Regions from separate parts of the Pan troglodytes genome. Here regions 2 and 3 are each linked to region 1. Evidence: chromatin contacts called from public Hi-C data. All regions are on one chromosome and are shown on one strand. The core of a region is the stretch at or near the end of the contact, and the rest is flanking DNA. Distances in the headings are between cores, read along the strand shown.

Region 1 (3,579 bases), core at 368-2,867:
TACTATGAATTACATAGAATGTCTAAGAGGAAAAAAAATCACCTGTGCACACATGGAGCTCCTATTTCAAGATATCTTTATCTATCTGTCTGCTTTATAGCAACACATTGTATAATAATAGTCATGGATTTAGGGAGCTTATATCCAAAGTGAAGATTTTCATGATATCAAAGATTAGAACCAATTCAAACATAATCCAAATGACTCATTTCACCTATTAATATGACAAATTAACATGTTCTTATAAACCAGAACTACACAGGGTAAAAACAAAAATGTAACACTATGAAGCAAGTTTTGCCAAGTTGCCCATTTGTTCTCCAATGTTTGCATTTTAAAGAGGTATAACTACATTATTGAATTCTTATTTTGCCAAATATTTTAGTTGAATGCCCTCATAAAATCTCCGGTTTTCATAAATTCATGGATATTAGGGCTAAAAGTGTACATTAAAAATGATACATCTTGCTCTGAGACACTATACAGGAAAAAAATAACTTTTCAGAGGTGGATAAAAACTGAAAAAAAAATGCTTTTAAAAATCTTTCAGTTTTTGAACTGGTATGATATTATACCAAAACTGTAAAACCCATTATACGTATAAACATAACTATATCAGTAGCATATGAAGTAAATTATGCACTTCAGTTCGCCAATGTGTAATATCATTTTTGATCATATGTAAATTTGCTATAAGAGGTTTTAAAAGGAATCTTTAAAAATATACCCCAAACGACAACAGATTTGTCATTCATGCACTGCTGAGCATAGAGGCCTAATTTTACCTTTTTGCTATTATTTTAAATTAAGGCACTTATCCGAAAGATCAAAACAGCTTTTACATTGGACACTTTGTGAAGGGAGATAGTGATAATATCTGGAGGAATATGGTAATTAGTCCTGTTGTGGAGGCACAGAGAGACGCCTCATGCATGTATTGGGAATCTGCAAAGACCAAATATAAAAGTATATCTCAAAGTTGGGAGGGTAGATTAGAAGGTGCCTAGTGATCTGGCAGAAACATTAAATAAAGCAAAAAACATTGCATTTATAAAGCAAGAACAAAGACATTTCCTTTTGCTTTGCTGGTAAAGAATATTAAAAGAGGACAACCTCCTTTTTGACAGCAGTTTTAAATCCAGCTTTTCATATTACAGTCCTTAATGAGGGACCCCACAATATCAGATGAAGAAAAACAAAGAGAATTTTTGATGAAAAAAAAAAATTAGGAAAAAGAGAGGGGATGACTGAGAATATGCAAACTTTGTCTGCAGTTGTTTGAGCACAGGCATAATGCTGAAGGGACTTTTTCCCTCTAACTACCTATTAAGGAAGGCTGCATAACAAATAGCAGACTATCCCCTAAAGAGCTGAAAGGTAAAGTTCTCAGGAAGCCCCAGTAAATACTGAAATGATTTTTACTATTCCAAATTTAATTCGACATTTTCTTAGTGTGTGTATGGGGAGGGCGGAATACCCCCTTTGTGTCCTAAAAAGTGTCATGCAACACAGAAAGATCTCTCTGAAAGAAAACGCATCTTACTTGACTAAACACTGAGCTCTCAGCGTGAAGAGAATAAACGCCTCAATGTTACACGCGGCCGTGTGGCAGAGCAGGTCCAATGCAGTGCTCTCACGCCATCTAGCGGCTTTGTGAGAAGTCTCTCTTCTGTGATCTCAGTGAGCCACTCCTGTTTGTATTTAAGTAGTGCCTATAATGCAAATGGAAGTGCAAATAGAAGAGAGAAATTGCCATAATTATTCAGAGAATTTGGACACAAAGTAGTTATTTTGCTTGAAAAATATAATTTTTCAGGATGAAATATTCCAGCAGTTTAAATACCCTGGCTTAAAATTTTTGGTGCCATTTTGGTTTAAGCGGAAGTGGTTTCAGAACTAGGGCCCTTCCTTTCACTTTTGTCTAATTATCTGCTACATCTCTTTCCTTTCTTCTTCTCTACTTTCCTTTATTTTCACATCATACTTTTCTTTAAAATTTCTGTTTTGATTTCAAATTTCTCAACGGCTTGAAGCTTTCTTTCTTTTTTTTTTTTTTTTTTTTGCTTGTATTCATCAGGCTTTTATTTTAATAAGATGCCCCCTTTGGCATTCTAATTTGAGACAATAATAGGTAATAAAATCAAAGAACCAACTTTCTGCTTCTTGGAAACACCCAAAATAGTGCTATCCTCAGATACTCTTCCCCTACCAACCCTCAGATGTGCTGCCCTGCAAGCAGCACTTGGAATGTCAAATTGCAAAGATACTGTTTACAAGCTATTTTAGCCACTCTCAGAAATACAAGTTTCCACTGTCATCTTTGCAAAATGGCATTATACACACTATTTATATGAATAGAAAGTGTGCTCGAACTTTGCTTAATGAATCAATCTTCAACTAGTGTAAAGTCTACTTAACCAAAATGACGTTTCATTCTTTTCCTATTTGAGAGTTATTTCATAGGCCTAGGCATTCTCCCTTTTGATACCATTGAGTCACACATTTTAATATTACATTTATTATATCTACAGATGGAAACTCTTATACTCTGAAAATATAGTTTCCTTTTTGGATAATGTGAAAAATTAAATTTACAGTGTTTTCATTGAGATACCTTTTAATGATACAAAGAAGCTAATTGCTATATTTGTATAACAAACATCTGCATAGTATTAGTCATGAACCAGGATTAAAGTTTCTAAATCACCAATAAAAGGGGCTGTTGGTGGGAAACTAAATAGGAATTTTGAAGACCCCATGTATTTTATTGCGTTTGGGAATCAATAAGAAATACAAGTTGCGACTTTCTCTACACATGTGGTGTTCAAAGACCGATAAATATTTTAAATCAAACATCCTTACTTGAAGGGATTTAGTAAATTAATTTAGTACTTGTTGAAGAGGTGTGCACATTTAACCTTTCAAACATTATAAGTAATATACAAGTGGAAAATAATTTTGTTTTTTTGTTTATATTAAAAATTCACTTTCAAGGATTCAATTATGAACAAACAAAAATTCATAAAATCTGAATTTAACATTTCTCTGATAAGTATGATGTTATTTGCCTTTGCTGTGTTCTTTTTGAACATTTATATTTCATCATTTAATTTAGACTATGAGCAAATATTTTAAAGTAAGGATGCTTTTTAAAAAAATGCTGAATCAGGAAGAATGTTCTTTGATTTTTCTACTTTGTACTAATTTTAGTATACATTTTCTTAAAGAGAGGTCAAGTCGGGGTTTTCGCCTTTCAAACAACCATAGGGAAAAATTCATGTTACACAAAATGCTCATTTTTTTTTCCAATTTTTTCTTGGAATGACAATATGAAATCTTAAACAATAAATGTTTACAGATGATATCTATATATATTCTAGTAGATCAACTGGTTGGTGATTTTTAAAAACTGATATTTTAACTATAATTTTCTTATCTGAAGACATTATCTGGTGATTTTAAAATTGTACTTTTATTACATTTTCTAATAATTATTATATATGTAATTTGATTTTATTTTCAAATGTAAAAAGAAGCTATTTATAAAATTCTAAGTAATATTGGTCCAATTTTAATTGA
Region 2 (3,579 bases), core at 556-3,055, 900 kb before region 1:
GATGGGTGCTTGTTGTGTGCCCGGTGTAATTTTTTAATAAATATTTTCCTGTGCTATGAATGTTTCCATTTTTATAAGGAGAAAGCTGACTTTGAAATGCAGTGGGAAACAGGATTTGCCAAGAAAAAATGCCAGTAGGATAAAGCCCAATTTTATTATTAATAATATAGGTTTATTTGTATATCATACAAACTGCTAAGAGTCTCTTCTTCGATGTGAATTCCTGTATTATCAGGACACAGTCAAATCCACTTGTAAGAAAATTTAAAAAGAAAAAAAATACTTGCAGAACAGAGTTGAAATACAGGTTTCCTGGGCCTTTTAGTGATTTCTTTTTAAGAGGGAGAGAGAGGGGGACCTGACCTAAAACTCCTGGCTTTAGAGACACTAAAAGCTTCCAATTGTATTTAAATAAAACAGAATTAGCAAACTTTGGTGACTGTAGAGAACGAAGACAAAAATTTAGTCCTAATAAGAGCTCCCACCTTCCAGGCAAAATCTTTTAGACCCTAGTTCTAACCGGTATGTAAAGCTAAGAAAAATAATTTCCAAAATGAACTCTTGAAATTTGAATGGAAAAAAACTGCCTTTAATTCTGAGGTTTGTTAATAAGCAATATTTTACATAGAAATCTTAAGGAATGAAATTAGCTCCGATACCCCAGTGTTTCAAGGAAAGGGAATATGTTTTACTTTTGAGCAGGTTAGTATCAGAATCACACTCAGCCAGGTTTCTTAGGCCCAAGTGAGCCTCAGAACCTGATAAGGGGAAAAAGAAGGCATCTTGGGGCGTAATGGAAGCTGAGGTTCCCCCCTCCTCTACCCGCTGCTGGGACCAACATCACATCTCCTTCCCATATGAAATGGCTATATGCTATTACAGAAAAGACTAGATAAGAGAAAGTGAATCTGGAGTACATGAATTGCTTTTTTGCCATCCCCAACCTTGCTGAGCTTTCATCAGACCTGCCATGCCTTCACAACCTCTTACCTTCCCCAACATAAGCCAACAACCGAAGCCATGTCGCAGAAGATATATATGTAAATGTATGCACACATGTGTATGTGTGTGAGTATATATGTACACACACATATGCATATACTTTATGTATATATTTGCTTTGGTATATATGCTTTAAATATATATATTTATATATGCATATATACCTGTAGTTCTCAAAAATACCACCAGTAGCCCAAATTTGCCTTTATTTCAGGAGTAATTAAGAAGATTGTAATTCTTAAAGAAGAGCTACCAAATTTCACTCCCTGGAGGCAGTCTCAGGGCGCACTAAAGGTGCCCGAAGCTGGCTAGCAGGAGGGCTCGGCCAGATCGTGTGCCCGGCGCCAACCGCTGCCTGTGAGTCTGTGTCCTTGACTCACTCATTTCCCCGCTTCAGGGAGGATAATGAACTCTTTTCTTTTCCTAATTTGTAAAGATATCTTCTTTAGTCAGTGCTGAACTGGGAAAGGCGGTGAAGAGGCCTGGGTCATGAACCTGAGGAGGTCAAGGCTCCGACCTCTGCTTGGGTCTCTCATAAAACCAAGGGACGGTGGGCAACTGCATCTGAGGGTTTATCCGGTTCCCCAGAAAAAATGGACATGCGTGTGTGCCTGTGTGTTCAGTTCCATCCTACAGTCCTCCCAGGGGTCTCCAGAAAGCGTGGCTTTGTCTTCTCCAGGGCGGACGAGTCCTAGAGCAGTCCGCAGAGCCTTCGGTGAAGTTTCCCGCGGCCTCCCAAGTCCACGGAGCCCGGCACCCCGTCCCAGGGCAGCCCTGACGGCCCGGGCGCGGTACCCATGCGGCCAGTAGGTGTCGCTGTTCCCCTGCCGGCGGGAGCCAGGAGCCCCGCGCGGGCCCCCAGCGCCACTCAGCCTTCCGCTCCCGGCAGGTTCGCAGACCCACCGGAGCTCCCGAGAGAGGGCCGCTCTACCCGCCCCCGCCCCGGGACTGTGCCCGTGCTCACCTGGCCACCACCGTAGCGACACTGCCGGCCTAAGGAAGTACCTTCGGGGAGAGAAAGGAGAGACGGGTCTGTTGGGGCGAAACATGGGCCCCGACGGAAGCGGCTCCAAGCCGGCTTCTCTCGTGGCTCCCAACTCTCCCTCCTTTCTCTTCACGTGCCATGGGCGGCGGTGGGGCACTGAGGGCCTCCTGGTAAAATCCGAAGAGGGGAGATTCAACCGGGGTTCCATATGGGCTTTACGAATAAACAAGAGGTTGAAAATCCCAGCTTCGTGGGAGCTAGCTACAGAAAGAGTGGATTGGTTTCAACATTCTTGCCTCAAAAAAAAAAAAAAAAAAAAAAAAAAAAAAAAAAAAAAAGAAAGAAGAAAAGAAAAGAAAAAAGAAAAAGAAAAAGAAAAGAAAGAAACCTAGGCCTGGCTACATGCGTGGGCTACATACCACCTTGTACACACATGAACACAGAAGTGCCGGGTAACCGCGATCGCAGTCCCCTCCCCAGGCCCAGGAAGGAGCCAGTATTTGGAATGTGGTTGTCTTTCCCAAAAGCGTTGCTTGCCAAATATTATTTCCTCTTGGAAAACCTAGCAGTTAGCGAATCTTTGGAATCTGCATTGAAATGCTAGGTATTGAGAATTCTGCGCCCTTCTCTGGCGTCCTGCGGCTCCCTGCCTTCGGCCTCAGTGTGCCGCGAAAGAGATTATTAATCAGAGGCGTTCTTTTTGTATGTGTTTCAAAAGAAGGGCGTTTGGCTTATGAATACCTAAAGGGACATTTACAATGGGTACATCCTATAGGTGACTGGAGATTTTAGTATGATTCTGATTGTTTTGTACAGGGAAATCACTGCTCTGATTTGAGGATAGGGAGAGGGAGAGTGAGTTGAATTGGCTAAATTCAGAATCAGGTGTTATTCAGAGTTAGTTTGCAAAATGGAACTGGCTATGTGTTTAAATTAACGTCTAAAATCATATCTTCAGTCAAAATGTGACATTTTGCAGTAAAAATTTTAAAAAGATTCACATATTACCTGTAAAATTTAGGTAAAAGGAATAAATTCGTGAAGAAGAAAAACGTAACAATAAAATTTGAGACAGGAAGAAAAAAATTTTTCACTTAAAGTCCAAAATATTTCGGAACACCTCTTGTTGCTGGCCCTGGGCCGCCATCTCACCATTTCAGAGGACATGGTTGGACAACTGCCGAGTCGTTAAGGCAAGCCTTAATTTTTACCGTGAGGTAGCCAACATCATCTTTAAATGTAATATACTTTTCGCTATGTTTCATAAAATGAGCTTCTTTCTGCTAAGTCCTGTATCTGTTATACAATTCTAAATAATTATTTCTGATTGAGACGGCAAATTAATCATTCGGTGACGTGGTGGTGAGGGGAGAAACACGTGTCTCATTGGAGGTTGTGAAGTTCAGTGAGGTGGTATTTTTAGCTTGAGAAGTCCAAATTCAGATATTTGGGTATTTCTCCCCCTCCCACCGTTTCCCCACCCGGTCCCCATTTTACTCTCTCTTTAACTCAACCCTTTGGGTTCCCTTTCTCCTTTTTCTCTCCCTTTCTCGCTTCTGTTTTCTCTCTCCCCTTTACAGCGCCTCTCCCTT
Region 3 (3,579 bases), core at 535-3,034, 880 kb before region 1:
GGAGTTGGTTGTGTATGTTTTACTAGGATGTCTATTTTAAATGTAATTGACTTTGCAATTTTGTTATTGTGTCACCAAGTGTCTCATAGTTCTTAACATGTAAGTGCAAAACAATGAGTAATTGCTGTTTTGCTGAATAATACATCTGAGTTGCCAACGTCAAAGGTATTATTTTGCGTATTTCTAAACAGGAACGTTAACTGCAGGTTTTGACATCTAGAATCTTTTCATGAAATACTTAGAAATAGGGTGATAAAATGATACCTGTAAAAGTAAATATAAAGATAGAACCCATTTATTTTCTTTACCCTACTTTGTTATACCAGAAAATTAACATTGAACAGTCACTCACTAATCAAATAATAAAGGATATAGGATAAACACAGTCATACAAAAAATACAAAACAACAACAAAAATGAAAATTGGATAAAGGTTAAAAAAAAGATTCAGGAAGACTTCTTCAGTGTCCTTGCTGAATGTGAATGGGTATTTTCACTAGTATCAATCCCTTAATGAAGTTGCCATTATGCATAATAATGAGATATGCATTATTTACATTCAAAATGGAATATTTTCCAAAGTGACTGTTCTTTAGGTCACCTTGAACAGTAAATTTTCCACCACAAGAGTTCTTTGTGTTTATTTTTAAAATTAAAATAATTTTCTTATTTGGAAAAATATAAAATTCTAATTTGATTTTTGTGTAGCCTGATGAAAATTAAGAAACCATTTAAATTATAAGGAAGCCATATAGATGAATACATATAAATATTTTAAGATATTTTAGCATTTTAGGAATTTTGACTTTTTAAAAATGGAGAGATGAAGCCAAAGGCTTTATTTTCCAATGTGGCTAGAAAATGAATGACAGTATGTAACTGTCTATGTATCTATTTTTTTCCCATGAATCTATACATCTGGAAATGTCACTGTGGTTTCAGAAAATTGATACCCTTTCCTCCCTAATGTGCTACAGTTAAGTAAAACACACCATAATATGTTGCATTTAGTGGGAGCTGGGGGTGGCAGTGGTGAGATGGGCAACACAGGACAAGGTGTTCTTTAAGACTAAGAACTTATTAGAATCAGTTATTGAGTAAAAAAGATATCTATAATGCTGGGTCGATTGTTTTAACATGACTACTTCGAGATAGTTAAACAGGTCCTACAGCAATTGGGACATGTAAGGCAGTTCTTCAGTGTCTCTGGATTTTAATGGATGGCTTTGTTAACCCTGTTTCTTTGCTCATCGGTTTCTTAACACAACTTAAACAACCTAGTACAGAAATCAGCAGAACCCTCTATTCCTATTTGCTCAGAGAACCCATTTCACCCCTTCTGGGAACTGTTCGACTTATTTGTGGAATTAATTCTAAGATGGTGAATGGAAATGGAAAGTATATAGTTGTGATTGATATTAAGGAATATTTATCTGCCCTCAATCAGGGCTGCGAGAGTTAGTGCACTTCCTTAGAAAGGTGATGACCATGTTTGAGGTGGGAGCGTGTGGCTTTCCGCTTTTCAGCCAACTGCCAGACCACAGGGGGTAGGGCTTTTAAAAAGTGCAGATAATCGACTTTATTCAGGGAAATAGGGAGTTTTGAGCCATATTTGTTCAAAAAGCAGCACATCACTGTGCTTGATGGTTTGACTTGGTTTTCGTTGAGCGCGGGCATAGCGCATTCTGGAGATCTAAAAATAGCCAGGCTTAGCCGCCGCCTTGCAAGGTACTTGGCGTGGGCGGTGCAAAGAGGAGACAGCCGACTCTGTGACTGGCTGCAGAAGCGGTTAGGCTAGGCAGTGGCAGCAGCGAAGGCGGCTGGCCCGCCGCGGGGCAGGACGACGCCTCCCGCTGACCGCCAACTGCCCGAGTCCTCCTGCAGCTGCTGCGGCTCGCGGCCCTCGCCTGAAAGCGGGCGTCTGATTGGTGTTTCCCGGGAGACAGGCTCCTCTAGCTGATGGAGCTGGTGCGCCGGCGCGCGCGCTCCCGGGTTGGCGCGCGACTGGGAGGCCGGGGGCGCGCTGCGGCCCGGGTAGCAGGCTGGGAGGCCGCCCAAGTTTGCGCTAGCTCAAGTTCCCGTGCCCGCGCTCGGCGCCTTGGAGGCTGCTGGACACCGGCGCGGAGCTGCGGGGCTCGGCAGGGGCGGGTCGTCAGACTGTCCTTTGCCTGGCACGCTGAGCTGCGTCCGCGAAGGCTATTCCGGTTTTTTTTTTTTTTAATTATTATTTGCCAGCCTCTCGGCCCCTAATCAGCGACCTTGGTCATTGCCTCTGCGCCACCTCCGGTCTGCGGTTGCTTGGGAATCCCTGAGTTGAGCTTGTGAATGGGGGTGGCGTCGAGGTTTAGTCACGCCTGGACGTCGGTTAGAGGCAGGCATCTCCCAGCGGCCACCCCCTGCCACAGGGCACCTTCCTCAGGCGGCACGCAACTTGTGGTTAAGAAGCTTTCTTTTGCTGACACTCGGTGTCTCTAGTTTTGCCCAGGCTTCTTCCCTGGACGTGATCAATATCATTGATATAGATATTGTGTAACCCCCAAATCCCCCCTCCCCGCCACCACCACACACACACCGTTATTAACTTAGTGAAAAGCTGCTAACGGAAAGGGTCTCCCTGCGGGGAAGCTGGGGGGGTGGAGCGGGGGCGGGGAAGTTTTGCTCGGTGGCCGGCGTTGGTGAGCGCTTGCCGCTCTGGGCCCTTCCCTGGGGCAACTCCCACTTCTACCCCCATTGCCCATAGGAGCTCAGGGCACATCTTACCCCATCATCAGATTTGCTGGAAATATTAATCTCCTTGTTGGGTGGATACAGTAGAACTTGTTCAGAGATTACTTTAAAAAGAGATCTGGGTCTTAAGCACTTACTAAAGCCAGTTAATAACATCATGCATGGACATTTAAACTTGTTGTAAGTTGCAGAGAGGATTAGCGGGAAGTCACGCTGTGCGCAGCTAATGATACCATCTTAACTCTAACTGGGCTAAATCCAACTCGCCCGGCACAGGTCCGGCTCTGCGGCCCTCGGGTGAGGCTAGGAAAGAGCGCCTTGGAAAGAGGCCTTGGAAAGAGGGCCGAGACTGGCGGAGCCGCCCCGATCCTTACTGCGGGTGACGGTCACTGGTCCTGGGAGGCTGCGGGCGGTCCTGCTGTTGCGTAGGCACGAGCCCAGGGACTGAGGCCCAGGCCTCCCGGTGCACACTGACACACCGCCGTCCGCGGGCTGAGCTTCAGTGACACCGAAGGGCACTGGCCAACATGTCAAAACAGTTTTGATTCCATGAACCAAAGGGCGCACAAGGTCTATTGCAAGCTCAGGTGAAGTCGTGGGACTCCAAAGGTAGTGGCTTTCTTGCTGCTGGTCGATTTGCATTACAGAGGCCGTTTACTTTCAATTCCACTTTTACAAAAGTAGTCAAGCTCTGTATTTCACAGGTAAATTTCGAAGGATATTATTAACAACTTCCTGTCATAGGCTTCCTCAACTACTTTCGGTCTGATTACTGTTTTAAAGCAGTTTGCTACCACTTTATGACAGGGCCAATGAGAAATAATCTTCAGAAAATGCTTCGAAAATGCTGCG

What was found. A called contact is a pair of places that touch in the nucleus more often than the background predicts.
Region 2: a contact with region 1 is called in a Hi-C map of stem cell-derived neural progenitor cells, with 8 times the contacts expected there. The contact joins two enhancer-like sites. A contact is called at or near these places in 5 of 7 Hi-C or Micro-C datasets (blood, induced pluripotent stem cells, a lymphoblastoid cell line and 1 more), 1 of 1 datasets of contacts at active chromatin or transcription factors (stem cell-derived excitatory neurons) and 1 of 1 other capture datasets (stem cell-derived neural stem cells).
Region 3: a Hi-C map of stem cell-derived neural progenitor cells shows a contact between it and region 1, with 9 times the contacts expected there. The contact joins two enhancer-like sites. A contact is called at or near these places in 1 of 7 Hi-C or Micro-C datasets (stem cell-derived neural progenitor cells) and 1 of 1 datasets of contacts at active chromatin or transcription factors (stem cell-derived excitatory neurons).

What each region holds. Positions count from the first base shown.
Region 1 is chr4:28,369,469-28,373,047 of NHGRI_mPanTro3-v2.0_pri, forward strand. No RefSeq gene overlaps it. Among named protein-coding and RNA genes, the nearest start is that of CCNH, 370 kb to the right of the region's middle. Within about 2 kb of position 1,618, at least 6 of the 24 cell types and tissues checked have an H3K27ac peak or open chromatin away from gene starts, as enhancers often do. A contact at or near this core is called in stem cell-derived neural progenitor cells, where this site is marked.
Region 2 is chr4:27,467,031-27,470,609 of NHGRI_mPanTro3-v2.0_pri, forward strand. The region is part of intron 2 of LOC112209211; the gene reads left to right. Among named protein-coding and RNA genes, the nearest start is that of MIR9-2, 14 kb to the right of the region's middle. Within about 2 kb of position 1,806, at least 9 of the 24 cell types and tissues checked have an H3K27ac peak or open chromatin away from gene starts, as enhancers often do. A contact at or near this core is called in stem cell-derived neural progenitor cells, where this site is marked.
Region 3 is chr4:27,486,402-27,489,980 of NHGRI_mPanTro3-v2.0_pri, forward strand. No RefSeq gene overlaps it. Among named protein-coding and RNA genes, the nearest start is that of MIR9-2, 5.7 kb to the left of the region's middle. Within about 2 kb of position 1,785, at least 17 of the 24 cell types and tissues checked have an H3K27ac peak or open chromatin away from gene starts, as enhancers often do. A contact at or near this core is called in stem cell-derived neural progenitor cells, where this site is marked.